4 separate regions of the Mus musculus genome follow, and all the other regions are linked to region 1. Evidence: chromatin contacts called from public Hi-C, HiChIP or PLAC-seq and promoter capture Hi-C data. All regions are on one chromosome and are shown on one strand. Each heading gives the region's core, a stretch centred on a gene start, on an enhancer-like site or on the middle of the called end of the contact. The rest is flanking DNA. Distances are from core to core; before and after follow the strand shown.

Region 1 (2,871 bases), core at 235-2,734:
GCCCAGTGTGTCAGGTCCCTGGCTTGTCAACAAAAAGAATCAGAGTTGGGTGCAGATCCCGTGCTTTCTCTGTTCTGGTAGAGATGGTGGGAGGTTCGCCTCAGGATAGGGTTGTAACAATAGCTTCAATTATTAAGTACTTAGTGTGTGCCAGGCACTAAGCCTGCACCTTAAAATTCATCATTTGTTATAACCATCATCACTTACATACGTCATCATATTTGATCCTGATGCCCACCAGTATTATCTCTATTTTAACAGGGGCCAGTGAAATTACATGACCGTTCAATTAGATCATTCTTTGAATAAGACAGGGCAGCTGAAATTTGAACTCTGACACCAAAATTGATATGTAAGTGCTCCAATCCTATACACCATGAATTCGTCCCATTTACTTCCCTTGCAGCTCACAAGGGGAATGTGGTTGAGAAGAAGGCTTTTTCATTGTGCCCTGGGGAGAAAAGGGCAAGCTGTGGACGGGGCAGGTTTCAGAACAGAGAGCAACCGGCATGCATGGGATGACTTTAAAGACAGAGATGGAGAGAAGGGGAGTGGATAGAATGTAGGTGGAGATTTAAAAAAAAAGTGTAGCTTTTGGAAACTTTACAATTTCTAGGGTCTTTTCAGCTACAGCACCTCACCGAAGCTACTTTACATTTTCTTAATTTACATTATTTCTTTGTGAGTGTATGCGTGCAGACATATGCATATCATGGCATGTGTGTGGAGATCAGAGAATAACTTTCAGGAGTTCTCTCCTTCCACCATGTGGGTCCTGGGGTTCGAACTAAGGTCATCGGGATTTGCAGGAAGTGCTTTTACCTCACTGAACCTCATCAGACCATCATCTTAACCCGGAAACGGGTGGGCATCCGACCCACTTTACAGAGAGGTTAACCGGGTTACTTCATCAAAACCACACAACTGAAAAGAAGCCGTCAAACGGTCTTTAGCCTGCAACTCCCTTCCCTTCGCCCCGCGTCCTCCCTTGGCCCTTCGGCTTTCTGGGAGTACACTCGCCTCCTTCTTGAAGAGGGTGAACTTGACAGCACAGCCGTAGCACCTGCTCTCCATAGCAGTTCTCGGCGCTGCAGAATTGGTAGGTTAGCCTCTCACCAGCGCAGGGTAGGCCTCTCAGACCCTCAGGTTGTGCAGCCCAGTCCCACACGCCCATCGGCGCTGTCCAGGGGCGGCCCAGCGCGGAGAATTCTGACTTTGCACTCACCAAGGCGGGGCGGCAGCGGAGTGGGGCATGCTGGGAGTCGTAGTTCATTCTCCGCAGCGCGCTCCTCCACAGCCAGTCAGACGAGAATCGGAAGGCATCATCCCAGGAGGCTTAGCGCGCTTTTGGGCCGGCTCGGAGCGAGTAAGCCCCGCGCCCACGCACACGCTCAGACTCCTGGGAGTTGTAGTATCAATTCAAGTTTGGACTAGAACCATGGCGGTGACCAAAGAGCTCTTACAAATGGATCTGTACGCGCTGCTCGGCATTGAGGAGAAGGCGGCAGACAAAGAGGTGAGAACTTGATAGGCAAAGCAGTTCTTCGGTCCTCGCGTCAGGGCGCGCGCCTGGCTCCGGCTTTCTATGCTCCGCCCTATCCTGGACCCGGAGCGAGGGACGGCCAATGACTAAAAAGGGGGCCTCCGGGCACTTCCTGAAAGGCTTGAGGACTGGGTTAGGGAGGGAGGCATTGAGAACTCTGAACTGTGTGACCGTGCTGTCCCTTCTGCCACACTGTTTGGAGGCCGGTTGAACCTGAGAGCCCAGGCCTGCTTTTTTGCGCCTGCGCAGCATCAGTTTGTACGCTGAACGTTTTACCTGTCTGTCTGGAGGTGTTTGGTTTTAGTCTGTTTTAACTTCAGGGGGATCCTAGGAAGAAAAGTCTCTAGGCTCTAACTCCTCCCCTCAGCCCCTCTTCTTTTTCTGGATTTGACGTTGAGGCCTAGAACCTAGAGGCCTCAGTTTTCTTTTCCTCTTTTTAAGTATCAGATGTTCCAATGTTGTCAGTGCGTGCTGCTTAGCGGGTTAAACAAGAGGATCAGAAGGTTAAAGCAGGTGGTGTGGGGGTCCACTTATCTCAAGTGCTGTACTTAAGGTTTCTGTTATTTACTCTTAGATTGTGGTGGCAATAGTGACAGTACACGCAGGGGAGTTCATTGGATAAAAAGTAATGCCCACCGGGCTGGGCATAGTGATCCAAGCCTGTAATGCACTTGGGCGCTGGAGGGAGGAGAATCAGGAATTTAAGGTCAACTTCAGTTTCTTGTGGAGTTTAAGGTCAGCTGTCTTAACGTGTTTAAGGTGGGGGGGGGGAAGAGATCCTTTTTATTTATTTATTTTTTCGAGACAGGGTTTCTCTGTATAGCCCTGGCAGTCCTGGAACTCACTTTATAGACCAGGCTGGCCTCGAACTCAGAAATCCGCCTGCCTCTGCCTCCCCAGTACTGGGATTAAAGGCATGCACCACCACCGCCCAGCAAGAGATCTTATCAATGCTCTTATACTTCTGGACTGCTTGTCCAATGCTTGAGTGTCAGAAAGAGTGCTCTGGGGCAGAAAATCAGGGTGATTGGATTCTTCAGTAAAGTTGTGGTCATCCTGCTCAGAAAGCTTCCTGAAGATTTGGCTGAAGTCAAAAATGGATGTAGAAATAAATACTCGTAAAGCACAGGCTTTCTCTTTGCAGCCCTGGCTGTCCTGGAACTCACTCTGTAGACCAGGCTGACCTGGAACTCAGAAATCCACCTGCCTCTGCCTCCCAAGTGCTGGGATTAAAGGTGTGCGCCACCAATGCCCGGCTCTCTCTCTCGCTCTCTCTCTCTCTCTCTCTCTCTCTCTCTCTCTCTCTCTCTCTCTCTCTCTCTCTCTCT
Region 2 (2,813 bases), core at 68-2,567, 1.9 Mb before region 1:
CTGACTTTTCAAAGAGTTGTCATGAAAAAAAATCTGTAAATTAATAGAAAAAGAAAGGAAAAAATAAAGAGGGGGAAGGAAGTGGGGGGAAAGAGCAAGCATCTCCATCAGAGCGTGGATGAAAGCCAAAGGACATGCGCAAGGTGAGCTGTGCACTGCTGTGGAAAGTCACGCCATTTTAACCTGCCTCTGTGTCTCACCATCAGGATGTCCTCAGCACTAGTAGTAAGCTGATGTATAACTTGGAACATCTGGAAACATCTACAAATGAAAAAAAAAATGTCTTAACACACTTCCCTCATCAAAACCTGTTACTCAAGAAAAACCCTCAGAATGGAATTAATTAGTAAATTTGAGGTTAATAGTAAGTATATATTTAAATTTACAAAGAACTATAGGATACACCTTTTTTCAAAATTACATTGATCTAGAAAGACAATTTAATAGCTAAAATAAGATATTACTTATTTATATTGAAAAGTATGAAACAGCCATTCCTATTCTTTAATCCTGCCAGGACTAGCAAATAGAGAAAAATCAATCTGTCTTTATTTTCAAATCTAAGGAACAACTCAATATGACAAACAATATAAATCATTAAACATACTGTCAGTCTGACAGTTGGAAAAGCACTGTGAGTTAGGTTATATATTTTATGCCAGATGTCTACCCTATCTAAGTATTAAAATCTGATTCTTATATATTATAATCCCAAAATACAGCCACAAAAAATTCCCACAACCTCCCAAACTCACTCTTGTAAAGTCCTTTTCTTCCCCTTGTCAATCATGGTCATGTGACCATGAACGTTAAGATGTGGCTTCTTGGCTATCAGTTTCTTCATGGTACTGGAACTAATGGAGCCATTCAAGTGGGCATGGAGCTCCTAACACAAGAGGACAATCAGTTCACAAGAGTCCACGAGATCCAGAGCCCCATACATCAGGCCCTGGTGGCCTGGTTCCTAGTTGTAGTTTATACTAGGCCAGCTACTTGGTTCAGCTATACCCACTCTACAATTTCTACCCATAAGCTTTACTTCTCTTTTGTGGAAAACAATACAAAAGCCATTATACAGTAACAAGAACTCTGTAGTTAATTCTTACCACTTTTGGTAATTGCAGATAAAAGTCTGTCTTCCCAGGCCACTGCTGTCCGGCCTCCATCACTTCAGTAGAAGGAAAAGTTTCTCTTTGCTCTTATTCTCGGCTTGGACGATAAACTTATCAAAGTGGGAATCTCTGAGGTGCTGGACTTCCTTCAGATTGCCATTTTAAACAAGACTTGCACTATGTGTGGCTCTGGGATCACTTTCACCTACAATAACAAATGTAACTATTTTCAGATCTAACATGCAAACAGAAACACAGTCACTGCTGATATCTTCTTTTTACACCTCCCAAGCCCCCTCAACCCCCTGCTCCCACTAACTTAAGTTAAGCAAAGCTAACTTAGGTGTGTCTGCAATGGGGAAATGACTAGTAAAAAAAAAAAAGAACAAGAAAAAAAAAAACACCCGAAAACTAAAAATCCAGCGTTCGTCTGTCCCTTTAACTCTGGGCTCCTTTAATCTACTGCGTAGGTCAGGTTAGCTTACACATGTAGCACGAATTTGCTTTTACAAGAAAACATGTTATTTCATATTTACGTCGCACAAACACTTTCCTTAAATGGGTTGGGTCTGTCAGGCGAAAATCCTGTCTCTGGATGGAGGGTAGTATTTGCTGCCTCCTGTCTCTGATCCTTCTGGTCGACTAGATGCCTTTATTAACATATCTTGCACGCACTGAATCATTCTGCCACACAATCTGCTCTTCTAAGACCACTAACGAGTTCCTAACCCTAAAACATTTTCCAATAACCAAATCTTCATAGAAAATTTTTCTTGATCCAGTTGGACTCCAGAACTCATACTCTCAGCCGTTACATACTACTGCTCTGAGTTAACCATTCTTCAAGTCTTTCTATTTCCTTTCCTAATCCAAGCAGACACTAAATTAGTAAATGATGAAGTTTCTACGCATCTCTGGGAGTGCTTTCTTACTGGTATCTCCTAAGCATCAAATGTAGAAACTTTAAAAGTCCAACCTGGGTTGCTTCCTTTAAACAACAACGCCACAGGGAATAATCACATCTCTTCTATAGCGATTTTCAGCAGACATACTCAATACCACATACGAATCACAGAATCTTGGAAGTGGAGGGGAGTGTCATTTTTACATGCTGAATACTTACTCACTGTAGACCTAGCACAGAATTTAGACTACATGAGAATAAACAGCACGTACAGGGGCAGTGGGTTAATAATAATCAGTAATTATCCGTAAAGGTCTCTTTCTTCACTTTCCATATGGCCTAATTTAAGATCTAAATGAGTTCTCCCTCGCAACGAGAACACTCAATAAAGGAGCAACTGTTACTTTTGTGCAAGGACCAATCTACTCTGGATTGCTTAAGATCCGAGGTGCTGGTCCTCTTTTGCCGGACCAAACCGGTATCAGGTCGTCAGCCTCCGATTCACCTAAAAATGTTCTCAAATAAGAGGATCTACACAAGTTTTTTTTTTCCCTGCAGAAAATGCCTGTACAAAGAGGTAACTTGAGCTCTCCAAGCGCTAGCTGTTACCGAAGCAGCTGGCGTGTTCCCAGGAAAACGTAATTTGGAAAGGGGGGGTGGGGGGGGGGAAGGTCAAAAAACCTCTCGCGGGTTTTGGCAGAGAGCGGTCTTCTCGGAAGTGACGCACCCAGAAGCGGATGAGCGGGAGCTCGGTAAGTGTTCTGTGTGCAGTATTGCTGAGCACCTTCTCGTCATGG
Region 3 (2,846 bases), core at 123-2,622, 1.2 Mb before region 1:
ACCTTTCCACTGTTAAACTTATCTAATCCTCCTGAAAGTACTTTATGAGAGGTTAGCTATTAACATTACCCAAATCCCCGCAGAACCAATAAAGAACGATGAAGCAAATAGCAAGCATTCAAGGAAGTGCTTTAAAACCTAAGTGAAGCCATCAAAGCTAGAAGGTTGTTTTTGGAGTCCGTTCTTGGGGGGAGCAATTGCCCTTTACCTGATTTCCTCTTTCTCAGCTGCTTCCATGGCACAAGGATGTTAACTCTGCCTGACTCCTAACTCTCAGGCCACAGTCTCAGGCGATCTTTAAAAAAACGGTGACAAGCAGGCTTGCTAAATTATAACCCGTACTTCATCACAGTCAAGAGTCCCCTTCGGGCAGAAGCCAATCTTAATTTTTTTTCATCTGGTATTATCTCAAGCGTAAACCAGCGTCTTTACAGGGATAAAGTACTTGGTAAATATTTCTAGGTTGAGAGTGGCTGATGAACTTTGCTTTTATTGGCGGAGATGTGCTCGCTGCCCTAGAGGTTAAAATCTAAGAGTGTGAGAAACAGGAAGCACCACCAATAAGGGTCAGTCTTAGTGGCTGTCACTCTACAATACCGAAAGCTGACCTGATCTCTCCTCACTTTTAGTTTCGAATGGGGAGTACAGTCTGGATCACTGCTGGACGCTGATGTCGCCTGTCAAACTATGCTGCAGCTGCCCCACAGTCTTTCAGGGTCAAAAGGGACTTTGGAGCTAATGAATCGTTTCTACTTCAGCCCCGTCACATTCCAGGCTCTGTTGCCACAGCTCGACAGCCAGAGAACTCAGTACTTGATGTCAATCATGCATCCAGTGTGCGCGCTTCTACAGACGTCTGGCCTGCGCCTGACCTTGACTTGGAAAGGATGAGGGGCGGGAAGAAGCAGGAAAAGCAAAGCCTTGGCCGCTGCACTGAGTTCCTTTAAGGGCTGGAAGAACAGAGGGAAGCACTAGACCTCAAAACTCTGCTAGTTCACCTCCAGGCCACGATCGCAGGGAAACAGGAGGACGCCTGCGCAGTAGACTCAAAGTTTCTGGGGCGCTCTGAGCGTCTGTGGGAAGAAGCACAGTTTCAAGGACCCGGATAATCCCGCCCACAAAGTAGCGCCGGAAGAGGGTGGGACGAGCCGGAAGAAGGCGGAACTACCTAGCCGGAAGAAGGCTCAATACTTTGGGTAGGCGCTTCATGGCTGTGAAGATGGCGGTGGCTGCGTGGCTTCAGGTGTCTCCTGTTATTTTTCTTCTTTTAGGGGCGCAGCCGTTCCCATTATCGTTTCTTGGTGCAGGTCCGGCACCCGTGTTTGCTGCAGATAGATCGAAGTGGCACATTCCGATGCCGTCGGTGAGTGTTGGGGTCGCTACTGAGCCTGAAGGGGGTAAGAGGTGGGGCTACGGTGGCCCAAGGGGTCCAGGAAGATTTCTGGAAAGTCGGGTTCCCAAAGTGAGTGGAATACCCAGAGCGTCCGTGTAGCTGCCGACGGGATCCCACCTGCCCTGAGCTGAGAGCTGAGCTATTTGCTGTAGGCGAGGAGTGTCAGGGGCCAAGCGTGTTCTTACCGGGAAAGTAACAGAACTTTAAGCATGGAACAGGAGAGAAACTTAATACACAGGGAGAGATAGTAGTTTCTCTTTCAGCTAGAATGTTACAAAATCCAGTACTAGGGCTGGATGAAAGGGAGATGTGAATAGAAGTCTTTATTTTTAACTCGTGTGTGTGTGTTTGTAAAAATAGTCCTACGGATGAAGGGTTTTGATTTGGTTTAAACTTGGAAACGTCTTTTGTGATTAGGGGACTTGGAGATTCAAAAATGCATTTTAACATGGGAATAGCCAAAACGAAACAATTCTAAAATGTTGTGTAGTAAGGATAGTCTTTTGTTTGGATAGTTAACTGATAAGTCGACCCATTTTAGAATCTCGTTTGACTTAGTACAGTACTTTGAACCAGAAAAACCAGATTTTGGTGAGAACTGCTTTAAAAACCATTAGCCATTTCGTTGACCTTTTTGCCTTTTTTTTTTTTTTGTCCTGTTCACTGTACATTTATATGGCAAATATTACAGGTTGTATTCATGTTGGTAAAGGGTTTTGGGCTTTGAGTTGTAGTTTTCTGTTTGTTACTGAAATGATTAATAGTTAAGTCCTTTTACATGTAAAAGTAAAACTGCTGAAAGTTTATTCAAAAGTCGGTTGTTCTGAGGGATGATTCGTGAGTAAAAAAGGAACTGTCCAGCTCAAGCCACTTTGAAGTTAGGTTGAAATTTGTAGCAGCCTCCCACTCAAGAGTCCCTGCTCTGTGGCCTGTAGGGAGCGGCAAGAGCCAATAGTTAGGATATGACTGACTTTCACTAAAGAAAATGTTGTTACTGTCTTTTTGATTAAGAAAATTTTGAATATTTTATAAATGTAGGTATTCATATTCTGCCTTGAAAATCGAAATGCCCTGATGTTAATTATCTTCCCTTTATCTTTTCAGGGGAAAGGTTATTTTAATTTTGGAAAGATTCTTTTCAGAAATACTACCATCTTACTGAAATGTGAGTTTCTAAACTTCATTGAGTTATTCGGATCTTTTAAACTTAGAAAATTATTCTCTACCCTAGTTTGCTTCTGTGTGCGCGCGCGCATTTGTGTGCATGTAGGAACATGTATGCATGTGTGTGAAGGTCAGAGGTCAGTTACTTGTGTCTTCCTCAGTTGCTGTCAGCCCTGTTTTTTGAGACAAGGACTCTCTCCTTGAACTTGGAGCTTGAGGTTTGGCTAGACTGGCTGACCAGCCAGCCTCAGGGATCTTCTTGCCCGCTTCTTTGGCACTGGAATTACAG
Region 4 (2,892 bases), core at 223-2,722, 1.8 Mb before region 1:
ATAATTATTTCCTCGATGGCAATACGGACTTGCTCACAGATCCTCTGGGTTTCCTATGAGGTGATGGACCAAATTCAGAAAGAATGTTTAACATCAATGCTGTCAACTCATTTACTAAGGAAGAGACCAAACATCTATAGAGCATGGTTAAATCTTTTATGAAAACTCGTCATGAGTCAGGTCTTATAATGTACTCACCACACAATAGAAAGAAATTAGGTAGACACCTGACAATTATAAAAAGCATTACAAAAAGAAGGACAGCCTTGGCTGTCCTGGAACTTGCTCTGTAGACCAGGCTGGTCTTGAACTCAAGAGAGCAGCCAGCCCCTGCCTCCTTAAAGTGCCGGGATTAAAGGTGTGTACCACCAGCAGCAACAGCAACATCTTAACACTAAAGGGTTTTATATAACAGGTGCTGCTTAGATACTGCAAAGACATTTAACTCCTCCTCTGCTATTTATTGACCTGAGCCTCTAAACCTGCTTACTCATTGGTCAGATGGGGAATATGTATGTGAAACAGCTATAAATCAACAAGGAAAGTTGAAAGTTAAGAGGAACTAACCTGGCTGAGTTTCAGCCTAAATTTAGAAGACCTTTCTAACCCTATGCACCTGGCTATTTACAACAATCCCATGTGGTAAGAACTGTAACCTCGCTTGCTAAGTGGGGGAAATAAGTGTGGCTTGAATGTGAAGGGTAAGAAAACGGGAGGATTCTTAAGGAGAAAATAACCCTCCGGAAGCAAAGCTCACCTGTGGAGATGGCCATGGAAGTTTAGAGAAGTGCGTTGTCAGAACAGTGGCTTCCCCGTTCACTTTCACTGCTGCCTCATCTGGGGGTGTCAGAGGCGGCAGGGGGCCAAAGTTAGTGTTAAAAGGTTAAAGTTACTACTTGGACTTTTTAGATAACGCGTCCCTTTTCCACCCTAATCAACATCTCCAAAACAACTCCAGAAATCGTTTTATATTTCTGCTTCAAGTGCGGAGAATGGGTGGGAGAAGGGATGAGGACCAGAGACATTGTCATCTCAGGGGACAGCAGAGGGAAGGTTAGGATGCAGGGAGATGAGGGAAGAGCCCGCAACGGCAGACACTCACTGAGTCTTCTCCAAAACATTTCTCGATTAAATTCCTCCGCTGTCTCCTGGGCTTCGCCGACTTGAGGAAGGCCGGATCACCCCGAAAGCAAAAGACAGGTGAGAGGAGCCCTGACCTGATGCCCTACATCCCTACCCGGAGCCCGGGATGCAGATTCCCATAACTCACCCCGTACTCGAGGCAGAAGTGACCGTAGCTCCTCTGCTAAGTGCCGGAGCTGCTCCAGAGGCGGAGCAAGGAAGGGGACTGCGGCTGTCGAGCTCGCCATCGCAGGCTCTCTCTGGGAACCAGCTAAGACGCTTAAGCCATTTGGCCCCGCCGCAGTACTTCCGGTGCTGAAAAACTCATCTCGTTTCCGGCAACACACAGCGCGTCCCGCCCCTTCCTTCTCAGTGTAGCGACCCCGCCTTCCCAGACAGCCCGGCCATCCGTCCACGCCTCCCCCCACCCCCAGAGACCCGCCCACTCAGGAACAAGACCACGCCTCCCCACTGGAAACCTGCCCACTCCCCGCTGGCCCGGCCTGGAGACCCAGCCACGCCTCCTTCACCTGCCCTCCCCGCAGATCTAGAGACTTTTTCCAGTCCCTGGCTACACCCCACTACCCCTCCCTCCATGACACTAGGCCACTCAAAAGACCCAGCCAGGCATCTTTTGACCTACTAGAGACCTGGCCACTCTTCTATGTAACTGAGCTTTTCCCCTGTAAATATGTCCGTGGCAGTGCCTGCAGAGGCCAGAGAGGGAATCAGATCCCCAGGACCCGGAGTTACACTGTGTGAGTGAAGGGAATCGAACCTGTGACCTTTGGAAGAGCAGCCAGCACTCTTAACTGCTGACTCCAGCTCCCTGGTGACTCTTTCTCCAAGCCCCCAAACCAGGCCCACTTTCTGGCTCCCATATGTTTATCAACATTGCAGATCCGTTTGTGATATTTCTTTGTTAATACTTATCTTTTATTATTTTTTAATCACATGTAAGTCTGTGCACATATGAATGTAGGTGCCCACAGTGGCTCTGGCCTGGAGCTAGAGTTACAGGCAGTTGTGAGCATCTGACATGGTTGCTAGGGATTGAACTCGGGTCTTCTGGAGGTAAAGTACATGCTCTTAACCACTGATCTCTCCAACCCATTGTTTATGGCTACCATTCATTCATTTATTTGATTAGTTGAAAACAACCTTGGCTAAGGAAGCAGAAAGCCCATGATCGGTGGGGAAACAGGCTGGGAAGTCAAGTCTCAGGAGCAGTAAAGGTCCAGGACAAGTTTCCACAGGCTCCCTAGGCAGAAAATGACATCCTGAACTCCAAGTTCGGGCTGGATGCTTTTCACAGGATGACCCTAATAAACACAGTAGTACCAAGGGACACAGTGACACAGAGACCCCACTGTGGCAATCTTCTTGATTAGGGCTCTTTGCCTCCTGAGGAAGAATCAATTGTTAGACTTTTCTGCAGTCCACACAGCAAGAATCAGTAGTAAACATTTCCAACATTCAGATGTCCAAGGAGTGACTGCTTCCTGAAGCTCACCCACTGATACTGGCTTTCCCATCTGCCACAGGGCAGAGATCTGAGCCACAAATGTGGAGGCTGGACTTCTTCCAGGCTGCTAGCTGTAAGCCATGGACTTCAGGAGCTCAGATGACTTTTTAACTGCACCATGAATATTCCAAGTTCAGTGGAGTTCAATGTCCACACACGGTAAATGAGCACAGGTGTCAGCAATGTCAACCAGGTCCTCAATGGAGAGAATGTAAAGGCTAGGGAGCCATATGTCACATGAAGAA

Evidence for each region. Hi-C and Micro-C count contacts between places; a contact is called where the count stands out from the background. HiChIP or PLAC-seq counts read pairs in DNA pulled down with a chosen protein or histone mark. Capture Hi-C pulls out chosen DNA fragments and counts their contacts.
Region 2: a contact with region 1 is called in an H3K27ac HiChIP or PLAC-seq map of microglia, with 6 times the contacts expected there. The contact joins the promoter of Adal here to the promoter of Zfyve19 in region 1. A contact is called at or near these places in 1 of 39 promoter capture datasets (liver), 1 of 115 datasets of contacts at active chromatin or transcription factors (microglia) and 2 of 9 other capture datasets (adipose tissue and liver).
Region 3: a Hi-C map of uterus shows a contact between it and region 1, with 4 times the contacts expected there. The contact joins the promoter of Ganc here to the promoter of Zfyve19 in region 1. A contact is called at or near these places in 1 of 39 promoter capture datasets (liver), 1 of 484 Hi-C or Micro-C datasets (uterus) and 1 of 9 other capture datasets (liver).
Region 4: a contact with region 1 is called in a promoter capture Hi-C map of liver, with 2.3 times the contacts expected there. The contact joins the promoter of Ccndbp1 here to the promoter of Zfyve19 in region 1. A contact is called at or near these places in 2 of 39 promoter capture datasets (both in liver) and 1 of 9 other capture datasets (liver).

The regions. Positions count from the first base shown.
Region 1 is chr2:119,207,333-119,210,203 of GRCm38.p6, reverse strand. It overlaps Zfyve19 (zinc finger, FYVE domain containing 19), which reads right to left and starts at 1,484. Exons shown (of 11, transcript NM_028054.3): 1 at 1,021-1,484. The coding sequence starts at 1,074. It overlaps Dnajc17 (DnaJ heat shock protein family (Hsp40) member C17), which reads left to right and starts at 1,409. Exons shown (of 11, transcript NM_139139.2): 1 at 1,409-1,516. The coding sequence starts at 1,439.
Region 2 is chr2:121,140,597-121,143,409 of GRCm38.p6, reverse strand. Adal (adenosine deaminase-like) reads right to left here and starts at 1,317. Exons shown (of 10, transcript NM_029475.2): 1 at 1,107-1,317; 2 at 756-886; 3 at 201-261. The coding sequence starts at 1,166. Lcmt2 (leucine carboxyl methyltransferase 2) reads left to right here and starts at 2,712. Exons shown (of 1, transcript NM_177846.3): 1 at 2,712-2,813. The coding sequence starts at 2,810.
Region 3 is chr2:120,402,422-120,405,267 of GRCm38.p6, reverse strand. Ganc (glucosidase, alpha; neutral C) reads right to left here and starts at 1,372. Exons shown (of 24, transcript NM_172672.2): 1 at 209-1,372. The coding sequence starts at 237. Tmem87a (transmembrane protein 87A) reads left to right here and starts at 1,152. Exons shown (of 20, transcript NM_001110496.1): 1 at 1,152-1,363; 2 at 2,498-2,558. The coding sequence starts at 1,208.
Region 4 is chr2:121,006,988-121,009,879 of GRCm38.p6, reverse strand. It overlaps Ccndbp1 (cyclin D-type binding-protein 1), which reads right to left and starts at 1,472. Exons shown (of 11, transcript NM_010761.2): 1 at 1,271-1,472; 2 at 1,103-1,162; 3 at 758-837; 4 at 1-53. The coding sequence starts at 1,370. It overlaps Tmem62 (transmembrane protein 62), which reads right to left. Exons shown (of 14, transcript NM_175285.3): 14 at 2,037-2,892. The coding sequence ends at 2,735.